Linked DNA regions of Mus musculus: all the other regions are linked to region 3. A link is a contact called in public ChIA-PET, HiChIP or PLAC-seq and promoter capture Hi-C data. All regions are on one chromosome and are shown on one strand. The core of a region is the stretch at or near the end of the contact, and the rest is flanking DNA. Distances in the headings are between cores, read along the strand shown.

Evidence for each region. Promoter capture Hi-C pulls out the DNA fragments that hold promoters and counts their contacts. ChIA-PET counts read pairs in DNA pulled down with a chosen protein or histone mark. HiChIP or PLAC-seq counts read pairs in DNA pulled down with a chosen protein or histone mark.
Region 1: an HNF4G HiChIP or PLAC-seq map of pancreatic cancer cells shows a contact between it and region 3. The contact joins the enhancer-like site here to the promoter of Psmd1 in region 3. A contact is called at or near these places in 1 of 39 promoter capture datasets (cranial neural crest) and 3 of 115 datasets of contacts at active chromatin or transcription factors (bone marrow-derived macrophages, memory CD8 T cells and pancreatic cancer cells).
Region 2: a contact with region 3 is called in an H3K4me3 HiChIP or PLAC-seq map of embryonic stem cells, with 25 read pairs. The contact joins the promoter of Itm2c here to the promoter of Psmd1 in region 3. A contact is called at or near these places in 18 of 39 promoter capture datasets (the 3T3-L1 cell line, 3T3-L1-derived adipocytes, the C10 cell line and 12 more), 13 of 484 Hi-C or Micro-C datasets (B cells, CD4 T cells, CD8 T cells and 9 more), 22 of 115 datasets of contacts at active chromatin or transcription factors (CD8 T cells, the SCID.adh cell line, astrocytes and 16 more) and 4 of 9 other capture datasets (adipose tissue, liver, macrophages and 1 more).
Region 4: a contact with region 3 is called in a promoter capture Hi-C map of the HPC-7 cell line. The contact joins the enhancer-like site here to the promoter of Psmd1 in region 3. A contact is called at or near these places in 11 of 39 promoter capture datasets (3T3-L1-derived adipocytes, the C10 cell line, the HPC-7 cell line and 7 more), 3 of 484 Hi-C or Micro-C datasets (cortical glia, cortical neurons and liver), 10 of 115 datasets of contacts at active chromatin or transcription factors (the 230-238 cell line, bone marrow-derived macrophages, differentiating embryonic stem cells and 5 more) and 2 of 9 other capture datasets (liver and pancreatic islet).
Region 5: a contact with region 3 is called in an H3K4me3 HiChIP or PLAC-seq map of bone marrow-derived macrophages, with 2.5 times the contacts expected there. The contact joins the enhancer-like site here to the promoter of Psmd1 in region 3. A contact is called at or near these places in 2 of 39 promoter capture datasets (the C10 cell line and embryonic stem cells), 5 of 115 datasets of contacts at active chromatin or transcription factors (the HPC-7 cell line, bone marrow-derived macrophages, embryonic stem cells and 1 more) and 3 of 9 other capture datasets (adipose tissue, liver and pancreatic islet).
Region 6: a contact with region 3 is called in an RNA polymerase II ChIA-PET map of memory CD8 T cells, with 129 read pairs. The contact joins the enhancer-like site here to the promoter of Psmd1 in region 3. A contact is called at or near these places in 7 of 39 promoter capture datasets (3T3-L1-derived adipocytes, the C10 cell line, the HPC-7 cell line and 3 more), 2 of 484 Hi-C or Micro-C datasets (CD4 T cells and nephron progenitors), 4 of 115 datasets of contacts at active chromatin or transcription factors (effector CD8 T cells, memory CD8 T cells, neural progenitor cells and 1 more) and 2 of 9 other capture datasets (adipose tissue and liver).
Region 7: a contact with region 3 is called in an H3K27ac HiChIP or PLAC-seq map of embryonic stem cells, with 34 read pairs. The contact joins the promoter of B3gnt7 here to the promoter of Psmd1 in region 3. A contact is called at or near these places in 2 of 39 promoter capture datasets (the HPC-7 cell line and embryonic stem cells), 1 of 15 datasets of contacts at CTCF or cohesin (embryonic stem cells), 6 of 484 Hi-C or Micro-C datasets (all in embryonic stem cells), 12 of 115 datasets of contacts at active chromatin or transcription factors (the 230-238 cell line, bone marrow-derived macrophages, embryonic stem cells and 4 more) and 2 of 9 other capture datasets (adipose tissue and liver).

What each region holds. Positions count from the first base shown.
Region 1 is chr1:85,809,055-85,811,822 of GRCm38.p6, forward strand. The region is part of intron 1 of Cab39 (calcium binding protein 39); the gene reads left to right. Among named protein-coding and RNA genes, the nearest start is that of Cab39, 17 kb to the left of the region's middle. Within about 2 kb of position 1,512, at least 40 of the 459 cell types and tissues checked have an H3K27ac peak or open chromatin away from gene starts, as enhancers often do. A contact at or near this core is called in bone marrow-derived macrophages and pancreatic cancer cells, where this site is marked.
Region 2 is chr1:85,893,140-85,896,126 of GRCm38.p6, forward strand. It overlaps Itm2c (integral membrane protein 2C), which reads left to right and starts at 1,371. Exons shown (of 6, transcript NM_022417.3): 1 at 1,371-1,650. The coding sequence starts at 1,525.
Region 3 is chr1:86,063,320-86,066,019 of GRCm38.p6, forward strand. It overlaps Psmd1 (proteasome (prosome, macropain) 26S subunit, non-ATPase, 1), which reads left to right and starts at 1,300. Exons shown (of 25, transcript NM_027357.2): 1 at 1,300-1,486. The coding sequence starts at 1,471.
Region 4 is chr1:85,918,032-85,920,731 of GRCm38.p6, forward strand. It overlaps Gm32302 (a long non-coding RNA gene), which reads left to right. Exons shown (of 4, transcript XR_387208.2): 3 at 899-1,031. All of the region lies in intron 2 of Gm51745 (a long non-coding RNA gene), which reads right to left. Among named protein-coding and RNA genes, the nearest start is that of Gm32302, 4.6 kb to the left of the region's middle. Within about 2 kb of position 1,405, at least 24 of the 459 cell types and tissues checked have an H3K27ac peak or open chromatin away from gene starts, as enhancers often do. A contact at or near this core is called in the HPC-7 cell line, where this site is marked.
Region 5 is chr1:86,217,056-86,219,940 of GRCm38.p6, forward strand. The region is part of intron 19 of Armc9 (armadillo repeat containing 9); the gene reads left to right. Among named protein-coding and RNA genes, the nearest start is that of Gm46098, 38 kb to the right of the region's middle. Within about 2 kb of position 1,391, at least 33 of the 459 cell types and tissues checked have an H3K27ac peak or open chromatin away from gene starts, as enhancers often do. A contact at or near this core is called in the HPC-7 cell line and bone marrow-derived macrophages, where this site is marked.
Region 6 is chr1:85,836,919-85,839,618 of GRCm38.p6, forward strand. Cab39 (calcium binding protein 39) reads left to right here. Exons shown (of 9, transcript NM_133781.5): 4 at 368-486. Among named protein-coding and RNA genes, the nearest start is that of Cab39, 45 kb to the left of the region's middle. Within about 2 kb of position 1,318, at least 174 of the 459 cell types and tissues checked have an H3K27ac peak or open chromatin away from gene starts, as enhancers often do. A contact at or near this core is called in the HPC-7 cell line, adipose tissue, effector CD8 T cells and 4 more, where this site is marked.
Region 7 is chr1:86,301,728-86,304,491 of GRCm38.p6, forward strand. B3gnt7 (UDP-GlcNAc:betaGal beta-1,3-N-acetylglucosaminyltransferase 7) reads left to right here and starts at 1,494. Exons shown (of 2, transcript NM_145222.2): 1 at 1,494-1,827. The coding sequence starts at 1,817. Gm28626 (predicted gene 28626) reads right to left here and starts at 2,333. Exons shown (of 2, transcript NR_151592.1): 1 at 2,237-2,333; 2 at 1,336-1,891. It overlaps Gm16341 (a long non-coding RNA gene), which reads right to left and starts at 43. Exons shown (of 3, transcript XR_387210.3): 1 at 1-43.

The DNA of each region.
Region 1 (2,768 bases), core at 262-2,761, 250 kb before region 3:
AGAAGATGCTGGGCATGATGATGTATGCCTTATATCGCAGCATTTTGGAGTCAGAGGCAAGTGCATCTCTGAGATCCAGGGAAATTGTGGGACTGTATCAAAAAAAACTAGAAAATAAAATAAGAAATTAGAAAATCAATCAAGATGAAAGATGTGGGGTATCTGCATCTGGGTGATATCTGTGTGGTTGAATTGTTCCTTTGTGTGCACGCTCGGGGATTCAGCCTCTGTAGTCACTTGGTAGCATTCCACTTTGGAAATAGTGAAGGAAACATTAAGTTCTATGTGGAAAATGTGTAGAGGACCGAAAGTTTTCAATGTAAGTAGCTCTTCCTGGTTGGGGTGTCTCTCAGCTGCTGTGCTCCCGTGGCTATAAAAAGCAATTGCTTCCTCATTTTAGATACAGATTTCAGATGAAAAGGCAGATTTTCCTGTTTGACTGTATTGTGCTATCAACACATCAGGAGTGAGTGGAATGTTCTTTGAGCAATAAAAAAAGGCATGTGGCCATTCTGTAACAGCACTTGGGCTTCTCAACTTTTGCCTTCCTTTCCACTCCATACTTTCTTACCCACAGAACTTGAAAAAAAAATTACAAAATAATTTGTTTCCATATCAGACTTTAGACTGTGCATACAGCTCTTAGCCAATTGTAATACATCTTCTGGTTTTCCCTTCAAAATTATCAGTGTCTAAGGGCCAGTTCAGGGAGCATCATCTCCTTGATGCCTGCCTGCATGCCTCTAGCATACAGTGTGCCTTGCCTGTCCTCTGAACTTGGTATTGATGAGGTTTTCATTAGGATAGATTTTAAGTCTGTTCTGTGTGTACCTATCTTTATAATCTACTTCAAATCATGATCTCATCTTTTTAGATCCATGAGCTGAGTTGTTGGTATGTGGTGGGAATCTTCATTCCCTCTAAAAGCACATGCAGCCACTTTCTGTATGATCCTGCCAGCTAGTTGACAGCTGCAGTCTAGTTGCTTCCCTGATGTTAAACACTATTTAGCCTCATTGTTTCATTGAGAGCTCTTTTCTCAACCTAAGACCAAGCCTTCATAAGCCAGTTAATGTGTTGACAAAGAGGCTAGAAAGGCTATGGTTTCTGGGTAGAAGAAAGGTCATCTTTCATAGAATGTTCTACATCAGTGGTTCTCACTATGGGTCACGACCCCTTTGAGGGTTGCATATCAGGATATCCTGCATATCAGATACTTATATTATCTAGTAGTAAAACTATAGTTATGAAGGAACAACAAAATAACTTTATATGGTTGGGGCCATCACAGCATGAGGAACTGTATTAGAGGTGTGCAGTGTTAGGAAGGTTGGGAACTGCTCTTCTACAGGACCCGCAGTCTGAAGTGCCATGCAGTTGTGCAGTCTGCCTCCAAATATTTCTGCTGAAAAAAGTTTATTTACACTAAATACTACTATTTGACAGCCTTTGGGCAGTTACAAAGAAAACAAACCTGCAAATCTCCAACTATGGTGGTGCAGCTTGGACTGGCTCTGCAGTCTGTTTGTGCTTTTGTGGGCGTTTGGCCAGAACAAAAATAGTAATGCCAGACCTTGAAGGAGAGTGATTTCCCAGGTTTATATATCTGATTCTGTAGACATTTAAAGCTGTGAGTTTAAATTTTTTTCAAAATATAGTTCTTTATCAGAGTAATAACTAAGGGCAAATTTAGAAATTACTTTTACAAATATAATTTTTTAAAGCCACCAAATTTCTAACACATCATTAGTTTTTCACCCTAAAGGGAATTTTCCAAAAGGTACCTTTGTCTGGCCATACTTGAGATTTGTGTCAGGTTTTTCTCTTCTGTTTACAGTTACAAGCTTGAATATTGCGTTCTTCTTCAGGAATTTGCTTTCTAAAGGGCAGGGTTGGCTATTTGCTTTTCTTATTTACAAAAATGTGGGTGAGACCATGGTGTTTGTTCATAATCATATGGACTGTGTTTGCACAGCCTTGTGGCAGAGCAAGTAAAGTTTACCCTCGTAGTTTCTTGAAGACTGATACTTTTTCATTATTAAAAAAAAAAAAAAACTATTTCTGTTCTGGTTTATTATATGTGTATGTATGTCTCACTTTGCACATGTCAAGGTCAGAGGACAACTTGCCAGAGTGAGTTCTTCTACTCTCTGGGTTCTATGGATTGCACTGTCAGGCTTGTTGGCATACGTATTTACCCACTGAGACATCTCATTGGCCCAGTTTGTCATACTTTTTTATTTTATGTGTACAAGTATTTTGCCTACAATATGTGTATGTACTGTTTGGGAGTCTGGTGTCTCTCGACACTAAGCGAGAGTGTCAAAACTCCCAGAGCTGGAGTTAGAGTCCGTTGTGAGCCAAGGTATGGGTACTGGGAATTAAACCTGGACAATCTGCAGGAACAGCAAGTGCTCTTAACTGCTGGGCCATCCATCTATCAACCCTGTTTTTCATTTTTAAATGTGAAAATTGGTTAACTTTTCTTATTAAGTTATACTTATTAAATTATTTCTTATTAAATTACATATACTGTTTGTAAATCGTTGAAATTCACGTTTTGAAATTGGTTCTAAAATTATAACTGTAGCTTTTAATTCTTTAATATATCTATGAATCATTTGAGATAGGACTAAAATGGTAAATCCATATTAATTTTAAAAGTTAGAGAAAGCAGTCAGTTATGTATTATAATTGCATATAAATAATAATTTGTAATATGTAACCATAATTTCCAATCTCAAGTTATATGAATTCTTTGCATTGTA
Region 2 (2,987 bases), core at 121-2,620, 170 kb before region 3:
ATGTAGTGCTCATCAAAAGGTGACTTCAGCAGGGGAGGAGTCCAGTATTCCAGTAGACAGATGGCCCGTTCTGTGGACAGTCAGCCTCTTTCCCCAGCCATCCCTGTCATTGTCCAATGGGCCTATGAACAAGCGGCCATGCCGATAGAGATGGAAACTATACCTGGACTGGCAATATGGACTTCCACTCATTGAAGTGATCTGGTAACAGCTGCAGCTGAGTGCCAGATCTGCCACACCAGCAGTGACCGTCACTGGCCACCATTCCCTGAGTTGGCCAGCCAGCACCCTGGTGGCAGGTCACCTACATTGGACCGCTTCTTTCATAGAAAGGGTAGTGCTTAGTCCTTACCAAAGTAAGCATCTACTCTGGTAATGGATTTGCCTTTCCTGCATGTAATGCATCTCTCTATTCTCTCAATTCCTGCAGTGCCAGTGGCCTTCGCACCATTTACATCTTTTACCATTATACATTTTACCATTTATATTCTACTGCCTTAAGCTATGTATCTCCTGGACTGCCTGGTTCATACAAGATCTAAACCGAGATACAATGGTCTAGTGCCTAAGGCAACTCTGTCCAAGCCGTGACAGGTAGGAGAGGGCAGCAGAGCCTACTGGACTGTCCTCAATACGCCAGCAGAATGCTCGGCCCCCATTACCAGCACCTTTGTAGAACTGACGCCAAGCACGGCAGGCTCGGTGCTATCACAGCCTGGATTGGGAACAGCGAGGAGAGATCTAGGACTTTGTTGTCAAGAGATGGCCCTGCAACATAAATCTTGGCTTCTTCCTAATACCCGGTGATACACTGCAGGAGCAGAGTCCTGACTGGAACCCAAAACCTCTGGCCCAGCCCCCCGTAATTCTTGTCATATTTTCCAGTCACGATTCCACTCCTGCAAGGTATTGTAGGTCTTATGCACCTCAAGTTACCCACCTCCACTCCCTGAAGGTTTTGCAGGATGAAGGATAGAGAAAGATGCATGGTGGAGAATGAAGGCGGTGGGGATGGATTTAGAATTCAGGATAGAGGCAAGCAGTTAGGCGTCTGGAGTTGATGCCCCTTTCCAGCCTAACACATGTTGGAGGAGGAAAGCTTAGAACAGTTAGTTACTCTGCGTCTTCTCTCAACATAATCAAAGATATCGAGGAGGAGGGAGATGCAGTTTGTTAGAAGCACGTTGCCAGGCAACGTCGTGTTAAACTACATGTGAGGATGCTAGTCATGGGCAGGGAGAAGGAAGGGGTCCAAGCTCTTGCGCGACGACTGAATGAATGAATATAAGCAAGAGGTGGAAGGAAATCTCAGCATTCTTCAGCTACAGTGCTGCCCGGTGCAGTTCGGCGCAGGCGTCAGGTCCTTCCTTGGAAGGCGGGGCGGGACGCGTTCGGGGCGGGGACAGAGGCGAGGACTCCGGAGCCATCCAAACTTCCGGTGCCTGCGGCGCAGCAAGAAGCAGGCATTGCGATCGAGGTTGCACTGGCAGGGGCTGCAGGGAGCAGGCGCAGGTCAACGCAGCCATGGTGAAGATCAGTTTCCAGCCCGCGGTAGCGGGCATCAAGGCTGATAAAGCGGACAAAGCAGCGGCGTCTGGTCCGGCCTCGGCATCTGCCCCGGCCGCGGAGATCCTGCTGACGCCGGCGAGGGTGAGAGGCTCCGGGTCTCAGATGGGGGCGGGGCGGGGGTGGGGGGTCATCGAGGGACCTAGGCATTCCCCAGTGGCCGCCACGACCAGCGGTACCTCAGAGTCACGAGCGGAAGCGGGATGAGAGGTCTGAAAAGGCTGCTCCATCCGCATCTGGGAAAGGGTCTCAGGACCTTCCCCACAGCGGTAGTCGAAAGCAGAACTGGTCCTTAAGTGGGAACGCACACAGGGTCTTTTCCAAAAGTGGGGGCTTCTGGGCGCGAAGTTCCAAGATAAGGGAAGGTGGCGGACCCATGAAAGTTTGGGGAATGTTGGTGAAGGTTTGCGTCTGGTTCCAATCAAGGGGCAGGGGCCGGGAAGCCAGTCCCCGAGTGGGGGAGGGGAGGAGGGTTGAACGTAGTTTCCCCCAAAGCGGGGCCGGGAAGGGGGGAGGTGATGAGGCCTGATTGGTTGGGGAATTTGGTTGGGGAATCTCTGGTTAGTAACGAAAGGGAGGTGCCATTGTTTTGGTCCTCAAATGGGGTCTGTGGTGGGTGGAGGTTACTGTTGGAACTGGCAGACCTAAGTCAGTGATGAGCCTTCTCCCATTTCACACCTGCGGGCCCTACTTCTTAGCTCCTTCTCTGGCTTCCAGCTACGTTGTTACCATCTGCTGAGTGGGCTCCTTACTGCCCCAGTGCCCTAGACATCCCTATAGTCACTCAGTTGGCTTTGTGTGGACTGGCCTTGGTGTGCCCCGCCTTCCCCTGGCTGAGGGGATCCAGGTCATTTCCGCCATGGAAAACTATGCTATGTGGAGTGTGTCGGGGAGGACTCGTGGCAGTCACTGACTGGAAGGACTGGTGACGGAAAAGCGGACCCAGCCGAGTTTCATTTTGCTTCAGTAAGGGTGTTTTCATGGCCACTGTCACACGCCCCCCAGCGGTCCTGGGGCGCACCAAGCCGGGCCTTTCGATCCAGACCGAACCTAAAAAAGCCCCTTCCACTTCCTCCTCCCGGATCAAGTTTTGAAGCTCTGATTCTGCCTTTGCCTGGGCATATATGAGGAACTCGTGGGGAATGATCTGGAAGAGGGGGTCATGCAGTGGGCCAGTCTGAGCAGAAACGGTGATGCCAGGGACTCAGGCAGCTCTGTTCTAGTCACTACAGCACCGAGCAATTCAGACACCAACAAGAATTCATTGGCCAACCAGGTGGGGGGGGTTGAAGGGTGTCTGAAGCCTAGGTGGAGAGGGACACCCCATACTTGACTTTGTTTTGCAGTTTGAAAAGTTTGCCCTGGGGTTAAGTTTCCTTATTACTTCCAAGAAGGTCCCTCCTCTCTTCTTCTTAGTCTGG
Region 3 (2,700 bases), core at 50-2,549:
AGTATAGGTACCTGTGGAGGCCAAAAGAGAGCATCAAACCCCCTGGAGCTGGAGTTACAAGTAGTTGTGAGCTACTCGATGTGGGTGCTCAGAATTGTACTTGGGTTCTCTGGAAGCTTAACCACTAAAGGCAACTCTCCGAACTGCCACCAACCCAGCCTTTTTAAGACAGGGTCTCACAATTGACTCCTCCTTCACTAGAATTCACTATGGAGATGAGGCTGGCCTGGAACTCACAGAGATCTGCCTACCATTGCCTCCCAAGGGGTGTACCACCATGTTTGACACCTGGACAGTCTATTTTTGTGTATGTTCATATTTGGGGGGAGGGGGGCCTTCGCTGGATGAGGCTGTACGAAAGACACAGGCATGGAGGCAAGTTTGTGTCAAACATATACACATGTATATGTATATACACATATATACACATATACGCAAGTAGGCCGGAGGTTGACATTGGGTGTCTTCCTCAATTGCTCTCCCACTCTTCCTTCCCTACCCCCACACTCCTCAAGGTCTTACTTTGTAGCTCTGGCTGTCCTGGAACCCACTTGTAGGCCAGGCTGGCCTTAAATCCACAGAGATCTTCCTGCCTTTTCCTCTGCTTCTTGAGTGCTGTGATTAAGGTGTGAACCACAACACCCAGCCACTTTATTTTTTGGAAACAAGAGTCTCTTACTAGACCAGGAGCTCACCAACCGGCTACACAGGCCGGCCAGCAAGCCCCAGATATCCACCTGCCTTCACCTCCCCCAGCACTGGGTTTACACCGGCCACTGGGAATCCTAACTCAACTTCAGGTCTTCATGCTTTTATGGCAACCACTTAAGCGACCAAGTCGCCTTTCCAGCATTATCCCACCACCACCTTCCCCTACTTTGATAGCAGATCTTTTATAGCCCAGGCTGGCCTCGAATTCAAGATCCTTCTGCCTCAGTCGCTTTTCTAAGAAAATACTTCCCTGTAGTCTTGGGTTGGTGGGCATTATTGCAGTGAGACCTCCATAGCCTTAGGTGGCGCTGCGAGCAATGCTTATACCTCCCCTAACACTCATTCTCTTAGCAATGGCGGGTGATGAGTGGGCCTCTCTTTGCAAGGGTGTCTATTTTGAAGCCTGATTGCAACTAGAAATGAATGTCCGTTCGCAGCCGGCCAGATCTCTGACTTCACGGAGAGTTATAAAAAACAACGACATGTTTTTTTACCTTGTTGCATGATCTCGAGAGGCGGAAGCTGCATAAAAGACACAGCGTGGCGGTGAATTTGAGCCAAGCCTCAGGCGGAGATGCGGGCAGCCCTAGGGCGGGCGGGGTCCTCGGCTAGAAGCGAGCCGGCGGCCTGTGGAGGGGACTGACTGAGCAGCGCACCCGGGACCCTGGAGGTGCGGTAGAGCAAGCGGGCCCTGAGCTGACAGATCCAGGGCTTGGCCAGGACTGTGGACGAGTGGATCGGCGAGTGCAGGGCGCAGCCATGATCACTTCAGCCGGTGAGTGCTGCCGGGAGCAGGCGCCCCAGTGAGGAGCCGCCGCCGCGCCGGCGTTTAGCTGAGTCAGGGCGGGTGACTGGGCACCTCCGGGTCGAGCGCCGGCCTGCGAGGCCCCTCTGCCCGAGGCCCACCTCGGGGATCGAGGGCTGGGAAACTGGCCAGGTCACTGCAGGCCCCTGGGGTTCGTAGGAATAGGACCAGGTAGCCACCCGGCCGTCCCTCTCCAGCCACACCCCCGTTCCAGGACCAGACCGGGCTCCTAGGCGGTCGCTGGACCTTTATTCTCTGTCCGCTTCTTGGTCGAGTGACCCCCCAATCCTTCCCCGCAGGTGTTTCGGTTTGGGATGGGCCCCGGTGTCATCGTAAGCATCTTATAGCAGGTCCTGGCCTGGCAGCCTAACTGCTACACTAAGTGCTTCTGGCTTGTGCATGAGATATCTTCTCCTGGAAGTCCGAAATTAGGTTTGAGGTGGCTGGGTTTTTGGTGCTACCGTATTCACCTAAGAACCTCGTTCAGTGAAGGCAGCATTGACTGGAGAGCCACCTTACTGTGTGTGTTTAGATCCTCAGGACTGCAAAGCAGGTTTCGCACACTTGTATGGTAGATACTTGTAATGGCTTTTGAAATGGGAAGGTGTGGAGGGAGATGAACTTCTACATGGAGATTTTTCAAGCCCACTACAGACTTGAACTGCGTATAGCTGTTCCCAGTCTCGATGCTTTCTCAGCCCTGGCTGCTTGCGTACCCTTGCTTGGTTGTTATTCCTATTCTGTACTTGTTCTACAAGTATTTGATTTTGAACAAACGGGTTCTCAGTAGACAGTATGCTGTACGGTGGGGAGGGTCTCACTGTGTAGCTCTAGCTGTCCTCGAACTCACTGTGTAGACCAAGCTGACCTCAAACTCACAGAGATCTCCTGCCCCTGCTTCCTAAATACTAGGATTAAAAATGTGTAGTGTACTACTACACTCTGTGCTGGTTATTTTTAAACACGTGAAGAAGTGTTTGGACTTGAAGTTAGACTTTTGTCCTGATAGAGACAGATGATTGCAATGAATTTTAGTTCCCATCAAAAGAAGCATTTTCTTTTCTTTTTTCCAATTAGCTCTGGAGGAAAATACTAGATTTTTTGCCACTTGTAAGAATAGGCTTAGGCCCCGCCATTACCACTGGTCTTCAAAGTGGTGGCTTCACTGATCATAGTTGTGTGGG
Region 4 (2,700 bases), core at 155-2,654, 150 kb before region 3:
CATGGTGGCGCACGCCTTTAATCCCAGCACTCTGGAGGCAGAGGCAGGCTGATTTCTGAGTTCGAGACCAGCCTGGTCTACAAAGTGAGTTCCAGGACAGCCAGAGTTATACAGAGAAACCCTGTCTCGAAAAAACAAAAACAATAAGCAAAACAAAACAAAAGTCAGAAGGGTGGACATAGACAATAATACCCTAGGCTCTTCGCTGCCCCTGCTGCCCACCATGACATCCCTCCATTCCTGGGGCATTAGCCACAGACTCCAGCCACCTGGGAAGGCTGGAGCTAAGGTAAGATTGGCAGCTCCAATCTCCCATCTGGGAGACAAAGGATCTAGCCTGTCACCAGAAGCTAAACTGTCCCATCTTGATCCTTAGGAGCCAGGGCTCTGAGGAAGAAAGTGGCAGTGACATAGGGAGTGGGAAGCTGGGAGCAGGAGAGCATCCCTGCAGAGTCTTGGCATGGTGTGTGCTTCTCAACACTCCTGAGTTGCACTGCTCTTCGTACTTCCCCCAGGCGTCATATGAGGAACACAAAGCCAGCTGTGCAAACCTGGCCACGGCGCTCAGGATGTCGCAGTTCGCACAGCTAGGTGGGAATGACTGTCTTTGTAAGTCACTGGCTAGGTCATCTTTAGGGTAGCAAAAGAAATCTTCTAAAAAGCTCCATGTGAGTCTGGAAGTCTCAGTCCTCATCTAGATGGGCTTTCCACCCTACTGCTGTGGCTTCCCTCCAAAATGGCGCCTTCCAAAATGAAAAAGCAGGAGCTGTCAAGTTTTCTACTTATCTCCTCCACCTACCTACTTTCCTCCCTCCCTCCCTTCCTTTCTTCCATATTTTGGGTATCTCACTCCGTAGCCCTGGCTAACCTGGAACTTGGTGCCATCCTTTTGTCTCAGCTTCCCAAGTGCTGGCATTACAAGTGTGAACCACTGTGCCCAGTAAGTGAGTAAGTGCTGAAGCCCAGCCTCACACCACTTCTCTGACATCTGCTGGATAAAGCAGTTTGGGACCCATTCCAGGTTCAAGAAGGTAGGACATAAGCTCTGGGTTTTTTGTTTGTTTGTTTGTTTGTTTATTTGGTTTTTTTTTCAGGGGCGTAACACCATGTGTGTACTGACAGAGGCCAAACATCTGGACCCATCTTTAGATAATTGAACAATTTGTGAGCTCCCTCTACGTCTCAGTTTCCCTTTGTGTTAACCAGGGATGGTAAAATAGCTATCCATATCTAGGGATTCATATCCATATTCTGGATCCAAATCCAGAAATTCCAAATAGTTCCCCAAAAAGCGCAAGTTAAATTTGCCATATATAAAGCCTTCTGCTGAGGGGACATCCCCTGTCCTCAAACTCTCTCCAGCACTGATCTGAGCCTGTTCACTTAAAGTGCCTGCACTCACTTATTGGGCCAAGGTCACCTGATTATGGCCCCGAGGAATTGAATCAGGCCAGGCTGAAGGGGTCACAGCACAACTGAGGCTGTGACAATTTTATTGAGAGCCCGTCAGACTTTTTATATCTTCATTAGAGACAGACTATGATGGCAGCTGCCAGGATCAGTACTGTTGTAGTTACCTGGATACAATGATGTCTGCAAGCTATACAGTGTACACAAGATTAATGTCTAAGACCAACTGACCTATCAATATCAAGCCTCTATGCTTCCTTGACTTCCAAGGGAACATATAGGGAAACACAAGGAAGCCTAGACGCTTCACCGCCTGAGGAAGTGCACTGATCTCTCTCTCAGGAACTGGCAGGCACACTGTGCCCCAGGGGCCACAGATTCTTATCAGAAAAACCTATGACGCATGACTGTCCCGAGGCAGCCAGGCCAGGCCAACTTTATGGTTTCCTGCAGACTATCTCAGGTTTCCTTTATATATGATAAAGTGAGGACTGTGTAAAACCGGGCTGGGGGCCCTGTCCTAAGCTATTCCATGCTATATACAATAATGTTGCTTGGTTTCTGTTAACGTGACGCAAACCTAGAAACATCTGGAAAGAGAGGATCTTCATCAAACGCTTCCAAAGGACTGACTTGTAGGCAAGTCTGCAGGGCATTTTCATGATTAAAGATTGATGTGAGGGGTGAGGCAGCTTATTGTGGTCCTGGGTTGTATAAGAAAGCAAAGTGAGCAAGCCATAGGGAGCAAACCAGTAAGCAGTGTTTCTCCGAAGTCTCTGCTTCAGGTGGTACCTTCAGGTTCCTTCCTTGTGGTAGTTTGAATAAGAAAGGCCCCTACTGGCTCTCAGTTTTGAAAACTTAGTCACTGGGGAGTGGCACTATTTGAAAGGATTAGAAGGATTTAGGAGGTGTGGCCATCTTGGAGAAAGTGTGTCACTTGCAGGAGAGGGAGAGCACTTTGAGGTTTCAAAAAGCCCATCCTGAGCCCAGAGTCTCTTTCTTTCTGCTGCCTACAGATCTAGATGTAGAACACCCAGCTACTTCTCTAGCACTATGCCTGACTGTGTGCTGCGGTGAGCCCTGCTGTGATAATGGATTAAACCTTTGAAAATATAAGCCAGCCCCAGTTAATGCTTTGCTTTACCAGAGCTGCCATGATCATGGTGTCTCTTCACAGCAAAAGAACACTGACTAAGACCTGCCTTGAATCCTCCCTGGACTTCCCTTCATGGTGGGCTAGACTATAGTTGTAAGCTGAAATAAGCCGCCCTGCCCCCAAGTTGAACTTGG
Region 5 (2,885 bases), core at 141-2,640, 150 kb after region 3:
CTCACTGAGATCTGCCTGCCTCTGCCTCCTGAGTCCAGGGATTAGTGTGCTACCACACCCAGTTCTCACTGTCTTCTAAATTGCATCCTAGGGCCTGGGCCTGTGTCTACGATGGTTTGATTACCTTACACAGAGACTCTGGCTCAGTACTCAGCACCACAGAAGCTAAACATTGCTTGGTGCTGTGCACCTGTAATCACAGCCCTCAGGAGGCAGAGGCAGACGCAGACGCCATGCACCCCAGTAACATAGTGAGTTTAGTGGTGGCCTAGAGTGCTTAAGACCATGTGGAAAAAGAGAGCGGTGCGGGGTGGGAATAACTTGCTTCTTAGATTCTTTTGGCCCCTAAGGTTCCAGCCCCATTTACCTCTCCAGAGAACTAAAAGCAGCATTAGATCAGCTTGGACATGCATTCAGGAGAGTGGGCAATGCCAAGCAGTGGCTGGGCAAGGTTCAGGTGCTCCCATCTAGTGCATGGAGAAGTGTGTGGTCTCCTGCGCTTTATTTTTACGATTAACATGGGCATAATGTTATTCAAGGGCTGGCAGATCTCAAGGGCCAGAAGCCTGGTTCTAATGTCTTCACTCCCAAGGAGGTTTCCTCAGTACATGCTCAGGTGGACTTACACATGGCTTTAAATGGAAGTAAATGTCTTCCTGCAGGACTTGAGAAGATTGATTTTAAAACAAATACTTTCTTCCTCTTAGCAAACTAGGTTTTAGTGCCAGGGGCAATCAGCCACGCACATTTACTTGTGGGATCTGTGTAAATAACCCACAGTTTCCTTCCGTCTTATGTTCCCTCTTTATGTAGTGAACAAATATTTAAGGACCTTGAAGTAATCATGTTCTAGGAAATACAGAGGGATTAAAAAAAGATTCCATGAGAATATGTGTGGTAGATCTGTGGCTTACGATCCCTCCACAGAGGAGATGGAGATGATCCTGAGCCGGAAGTTACTACAGGACAGCATCATCACATGGCAGCTTCTGCTCCAGCGCCTGTCTCAAGCTCCTGCCTGTGTTCTGCCCTGTGGCCATCATTGTTCCATTCTCACACATGAGCAGACACGCAGGAAAAGGTCACTCCAAGTTCATGAAGCTAGTACGTGAGCAGTAGAGCTAGGATTCTTACCTAAGTCACCGAGAAGTGACAGAGCATGCCCTGGGGGCCTCTAATCAGACCCATGATAGACGGCAGGTAGTAGAAAATAAACAAGCAGTCACAGGTCCATGAAGGGGAAGGAAATGGAAAGAGCTATAGTGGGAGGGCAGGTTGGAGAATCCTGGAAGACAGAAGCTGGGTGGAGAGGAAGTACAGTGGGCTGAAGGCAGGCACACAGTGAGGACAGGGCTAATGAGCGTGTGCTTGATGCTCCACCAGCCCCCGCCAGGAAAGCGTGCTGTTGCCCAGGTGTATATGGGCGTTCTCAGAAACATACATAGGCACACACATACATATGTTCCTCTGTGTATGTTTTGGTGATCATTCATTTGCAGATCAAGATCTAATGTAAACATACAGATGTGCGTGTATGTACAGTGTGGCCTTTCCCTTTGTTAATATTCTTTGGAAGTCCTTCTGAGTCAGCCGTGCAGCAAGCTGATGTGTCTGTCACAATGAGGTGGACTTGAAGATGTGCTAGAGAAAGCATAAGCATCTCATTTGCTGGAGCTTTTATTTATATGGGCTCTTGCTTGCCAGGTGAAGGTGTATGGGTTTTGTTTTCTGGGAGGGGAGGGAGTTAATTACAACAGATTTCTTCAGATTAATTTTTTTTTTTTTCTTTTAGACAGGATCTCATGGTGTCCAGGCTGGCCTTGAACTTTGTAATTACCTGAAGGTGACTTTGAACTGTCATTTCTTTGCCTTCTGCCTCCTAGCTGCTGAGTCTGCAGCTGTGTGTCATTGTGTCCCTTTATGTTTTGATCTTGTACAAATTTCCTTCTTTTTTTAAAGAATTTTGGGGGGCTTTTATATTTCTTAAGACAGCTCTGTAATTTGTGTTTTTTAGAATTTTTTTCCATTCCATCCTAAATTATGTAATTGGCTCAGATGTTGTTGCTCCTATCATTTCCTGTGACCTTTTTTGTTTCTGTAGGTTCTGTAGTGATGTCCCATTAGATAATGTGAGGCATCTCTCTTCTTGGTGTGTCATGCTAATGGCTTCATCAGTCTTGTTCATCTATTCTGAGAGCCAGTTTTTTTGTTTTGTTAGTTTTCTCCATTGTGTTTCCATTTTCTCTATCTCTTTCTGATTTTAATTTCCTTCCTTCTGCTAGCATTGACTTGATATACTTTCTTGTTTTCTGGTTCCTACAGTATAAAGTTTCATGGACTTGGGGTCTTTATATCTGAACAGTTACAGCTGTGTTTCCCTCTGAGCACAGCATCTACAGTGGTTTGGTGTATTTGTCTCTTAAGAATTTTCTAGTTTTATTTGTGATTCCTTCTTTGACCCATTGATTATTTAAGAATATTTTTGATAAAGCCCATCCTAAGAATTGGACCTAGTTCAGGGAATTAGCTCCTGGGGACCTGCCATCCAGGGTGTGGTGCCCTCTTCCTCACCTGTCTGTCTGTTCTCTGTGTGTCCTGAACCTCCTGAGTCATACGCACACCATGCACACCCTACTGTGACATTACTGCCCTTTAGGCCCAAACTAAAGGAGCCACTTGACCATGGCTTGAAAACTCAGAGCCAGAAAAAAGCTTGGCTCTTTTAGCCTTACTCTCTCAGTTATTTGTCACAGACAAAAGTAAGGACAGGTCTGTGTGTCATTGTCTCCCTCCCCACTGTCTGTGGTATCACCTGTCCCTGCTGTTGTACCTTCTGTGCAAATGTCAGAAGTCTGATTGTTCCCAGATTCACCATGAGCGTCAAC
Region 6 (2,700 bases), core at 68-2,567, 230 kb before region 3:
GTACTGTTCACAACAGAAGTATCCGCTTCTGTAAGGTTCAAATCCCTATAGATTGGAAGTGTGCTACCAACATCTGCTTCCCATAATCAAATCAGCATGCTTCTGAGAGTTAGAGATGGTTGAAATTACTTGTGGATTATAATGAGATTTCACTTTGTTGATAAAATTGTATTAAAATTGCACACTGTTAAATTTAAGAATTTGTCATTACAAATAGATAAAATTAGAAATTTAATGTCTACAAATGTTGTAAAGTCAGATATCCAGTCATAACTAATACACAGTGGCTCTTTGACTTTATATTGAGGGTGGATGGACATTTTCATACTTAGACAGGTAAATATTTTAATGATTGTATTCCTAATAGGGCAAAAAAGACGTGGCTCAAATTTTCAACAATATTCTCAGAAGACAAATTGGTACAAGAACTCCTACTGTTGAATACATCTGCACCCAACAGAATATTTTGTTCATGTTATTGAAAGGGTATGTACAATGTGATAAAGTTTATATTCTTAGCTGAAAAGAAAAAGAAAAGTTTGTTTGGGTGGGACAAGATAACCAGGTCGGTAAATGGGAAGATATTCTCTGTAGTTTTAGCTCACTTTTACGTAGATCTTGAATATACTGCCCATTAAAGTCTTGGCCTGTAAGCTAGACTAACACAAAAATACCCTGTGAATGCAAGCTTAAAATTGGGTGAGTTATGAGCCCTTAAGTTCACAAATCAAATACAACTGAAGGAAAGAAATAGAGCCAGTGTGGCCATACTTGTATTCTGTGAGATAGAAACCATTGAAGTCCATTGAAATCCCAGCCAAGTTGAGTCCAGAGATGCCTCCTCTGCACCTCAGCTCACCTCACACCTCACACAGCAGTGAAAGCCTTCTTGGGGTGCTGGGGGGTGGGGGCATGCATGCTGCTCACCCTCACTCAGGAGCACATGTGCTGCTAGGTCACTACACATCTTTCTGGAGTTATTCCTAGGCTAAGTAGGCATTTGATTTGGGTAGTTGTCCATTTCAGAAACAAAATCAAAACTTAGATCTAAACTAACAAAAGTGAAAAGACCCTCTTCGTTCTGAGCACTGAGCCTACCTGGCTGGCAGGGTAGGTAGTTGGTCAATTCCACACTACTATTGTCTGGTACCCCTTGAGCTCATTCCAGCATCGGCAGTGTTTGCTAAACCAGTGGGCAAGCATGTTTGCCCACTGCAGTGACTGACTGCTGCTGTGAACGACCTTGCTCCCTACACATTACCTCACTTGGTTTGTATCTATGGTTTAACACTTCCCCCAAGTTCAGACTTGTTTAGACAAAGCATGAGTCAGTGACATGTCACATGCCAGCTCCTCCTACTTCCTCCTCTCTGTTCCTACCCATCTGTGTTGCTTCTTCACCCGTTACTGTTGTATCGGTCCAGTGTCCCTGTGGAAAATATGCTATATGAATAGTCTGAAATCTGACTGTTCTTAGAACAGTGTGATACTGACCAGAATTTCCTTTGTTATAGAAACCAAAGGTTTATTGAAATCTAAACGTTAACACTTCCTATTACTTCATGGTAGCTTTGATGTAAATAATTTTTAAACAATGTATAGAATTAAAAACAACAACAACAAAAACCTTTGTATTCTCATTGTGTAACCCCTGCTGGTCTTGAACTTAAAAGATCTACCTACCCCTAATTTTTGAACAAAGTATTAAAAGCATGTGCTGTCACTGGAAGCTGAAATAAGATTTTTGAGAGAGAAAGCATAAAACTCTCTGGGCTGGTGAGCAGAGTCCTTGGCCGAGGAGGTAAGAAGGAAAGGCCTAGAATGAAGCTTGGCTTGGGACCTGAGACAGCAAGCCTGCCCTACCCACAACCCCACCTCAGCCATTAGCCTTGCATCTTTCCTGCTTTCTGAGGCTCCTCCTCTCTCCCTGCACACAGCTCGGCGAGGCTGCTCCCCGCGCTCCCCGTGTTCCTCATGCATCTGCCGTGTATGCACTGCACAGGCTTTTCACAGCTACAGTCTGGTGAAAGCCAGCGCCGTGCTTTAGTGCATTGGTGTTCTAGCCCACTAACTTGAATAAGGAGCGAATATATTGTTTGAGCATCATCGTTAACTCAAAATCTATATTGGATGTTATATTAGTTACTTTTCCTGCAATAGTCCTGACAAAAGCAGTCCAAGGAAGGAAGGGTTAACTTTGTACTCAGTTGGAGGGTGGGTGAGGGGGTCAGGGTGGACGGGCTGGTCAGGAGTGCTGGTAGTCAGTTCTCCGCTCACTTTTCCTTTCTGTTTTGTCCATGACAGTAGTTGTAGCCCGTGGGGTGATGGTATCATTGTTGAGGCGACCTTGCCTTCTCACCTTAACGAGCATGCTGAGGCTACCTAGGCTAGATTGTTCCTCACAGGTGTGCTGGGGAGCTTGCCTCTTAGATGATCCTCATCCTGTCAGGTTGACCGCCAGTATATAAACCAACACAAAGCTGGTTTAGCCCATTGTAAACTTTACTTTTCTATATTTAAGTTGTCCCACCTCAGGCCATTGTGTGCTCCTTTGTTCTTTTGGCAGAGCCCAATTGGTCTGTGATGGCTTCTTTGCTTTCTGACACCTTACTCAGTTCATACGATTCCTGCCTGACCTGGAAGGTGGCACTCTATAAAAAGCACTGTGAGCCACCTTTTAAGATATCTGTACTTGAGCTG
Region 7 (2,764 bases), core at 244-2,743, 240 kb after region 3:
GAAGGCTAAGGCAAAGTGATCTGGAGTTCAAGGCCAGCCTGAACTGCATGCCAAGACCCTGATTCAAAACAAACCACAATATCCTGGGTGAAATAGCAGAGACAGGGATAGGTAGCCAGTACCAAGCTAAGACAACCAGGACTGAAGACTGAGGACCGGTGTGACCTGGGACTAGTGGGACTGCAGTGACTCCTAGGGGCAGGCAGCCAGGCCTGTGAGACTTACACTTCAGGCCAGGGCTTCTTGAGGACTTAAAAGGGGCATTGTCCCAGGATTCTCCTCTGAATTTTTCATCTGAAGGCCCTTCATCATTTCCGACTGGAGCTTACAAATTCCAGAAAATTCCACTATTTGTTTAAGCACACACCCGAGCCTAAGGATCGCTAAGGGAAGGACAAAAGTAATCTTCACCCTTAGGACTCCCTGGGACTTTCTGTCTCCCTGTATTCCCTGGGAGAGGAACAGCATTGCAGAAAGGTATTGAGTTCCCCAGTCCTACTATCTGATAGAAATGCCTGAGCCGGGACTCAGGGACCACCTCCTGAGCCAGGCAGACCTCCTGGGTTTGAATAGTAAGGTTGTGACTTCATCTAAGGGTGTGTGTCCCTGACTCTAACTCCTGGTAAGATAGGAACAAACCATAGCACACGTCTCCAGAACCAAGTGAGCCACTGATGCCGGGGACCTAGAACCAGGCTTGACAGATAGGAAGTGCTGGAATGTAAAAAGTCCTGTGGGTATTTCTGAAGCGACCCCAGACCCCCAGACATCTGGATGACAGAAGGACCAGTAAGCAGCCTTATCTACCAGAAATGTTCCCAAGTCACCCAGAGGAGGCATCAAGGTGTCCCCTCCCTCCCTGTACTGTGATTGTGGTGTGTAGCCCACTCCCAAGAGAAAATGGTGCTCACACCGCAGAATAATAAAAACCTGGAGACAAAAAAAAAAAAAAAGTGGGGGTGCGGTTAAGTGAAGGATTTGTTGGCAATACAAGAAGGAGGTTTTTGTTTGTTTTGAGACAAGAGTCTCATTAGGGAGACCTTGCTGGCCGGGAACTCACCATGTAGACCAGGCTGGCCTTAAACTCGCAGAAATCCACCAACTGGGATTAAAAGCACATGCGAACACGCTAGCAAAAGAATGGACTTTTTGCAGAGGATAATAAGCCTTCTCACTGGGGGGTGGTAATGCAGAAAGAGTGGGAAACCCAGAGCTGGATTGACCTGAGCTGGCTGGGGGTCTAACACAGGCAACCCAGCATCATCTTCTCTTGAGATCGCCGCCCAGGCCTAAGCGAGCCCGGGAAGAAGAAAAGTAGACAGGGCAGAGATAAGGTAACTTTAGGGAAACAGCCTTTATCCACCTCCCTCCACTCTACACACCCAGGGCTACTCCAGAAGGAAGCAACCAGGCCGCTAGGCGCCGGGTGGGCGTGGAGGTGGGCGGTGTCCGACGTCCCCACGTGTCCCGAAGGAGGCGAGGCGGGCGACCCCGTGAAGGCCCAGCAGCGGGGAAGTCGCCGCCTCAGGATGTTGGCGATCTTCAAGGTCTCTGAGATTCTGGCTCTTCCCTTCGCGTTCCCGTGGGGCGTGCCTCTGAGGTGGCCAGGGCTGAACGGAGTTGCTGTCCCCACAGTGAGCCGGGGCACAAAGGGTTAACCTACCTGGGCCACCGCCCCTGAGGCCCCTCCTCCAGCCGCAGGGAAAAAAAGAAAGTCTCAGCGGGGGTGCGGCTCGGCCTCGTCCCGCTGTCCCCAGCCGCGGCGCTCAGAGCTGTGATCCGTGCGCCCCGCTCAGCTGCCCTGGACCGGGCCGCCATGTCTCTGTGGTGAGTCGGGGTCCCGGTGGGGCGCAGAGTACCTCCGAGCTTCACCTCCTCCCGGGGCCGCAGACTGCAAGGGATGCACGCTAGGTGTCCTGAGGCCGACCCCAGTTTCCCCGGGCAGCGAGGGTGGCGGGAGATGCGGAGCAGGGCGCGCCGCCGGAGCGGCAGATGGGATGTGGGAGATGCGAGGCGCACGCTTGGCTCTGCGGCCACGACTCCGGCAGCCTGTATGCAACGTCTCTCTAGCCTTGGGGTTTCACTAGCAGACACACACACACCCGACCCCTCCGGTCCCTCTTCCCTCCTGTGGCCTCTTCTCCGGACCGCCTCGACCCTTCTCCTTCCCCGGCTTTGCTCTTACTAATGGAGTGGATTGGTATGTGCGAGCCAGGGCCCTGAGGCTGGTTCTTACCCGGACTCCGGAGCTACGACGTGGAGCTTCTTTAGAACCCTGAGGACTGGAGTACTGGGTTCAGAATTCTCTTACTTCCATTCCCAGCAGCGCGCCTCCAGTCATTTCTGTCTTTCTCCATCCAACCTGGTAACCAGGAAGTCATGGGGCTCTTGAGGAAAGCTCGATGAATGTGGGTAGGAGGACTTAACATTCACTCACCCTGCGCCTCCGCAGGCTTAAAACCTGGCGTTATCTACTACGTGCTTCGTGGGCCCCTGGCTCTTGTACCTCCCAGACTTGGAGGTGAGAACCATCTCTCTGCTGGCCCAGTCCTGGAAAGTCATGAGTCTCCCAGTGTGAGCTAAGGAGGGAAGGTTCTTGGGGAAGGGGGCACAGGCAGGATCATTCCTGAGAAGAGCTAGGATTTCTGCCTCTGAAAAGGGTGTGCTGGGCTTACTTGACCAGGTAGGGGCCCCGGAAAGTGGGTTTTCGTCCCCAGGACTGAAGGGCTAGGCACCTCATTGCTTTGTGTAGAATATAAAGGTA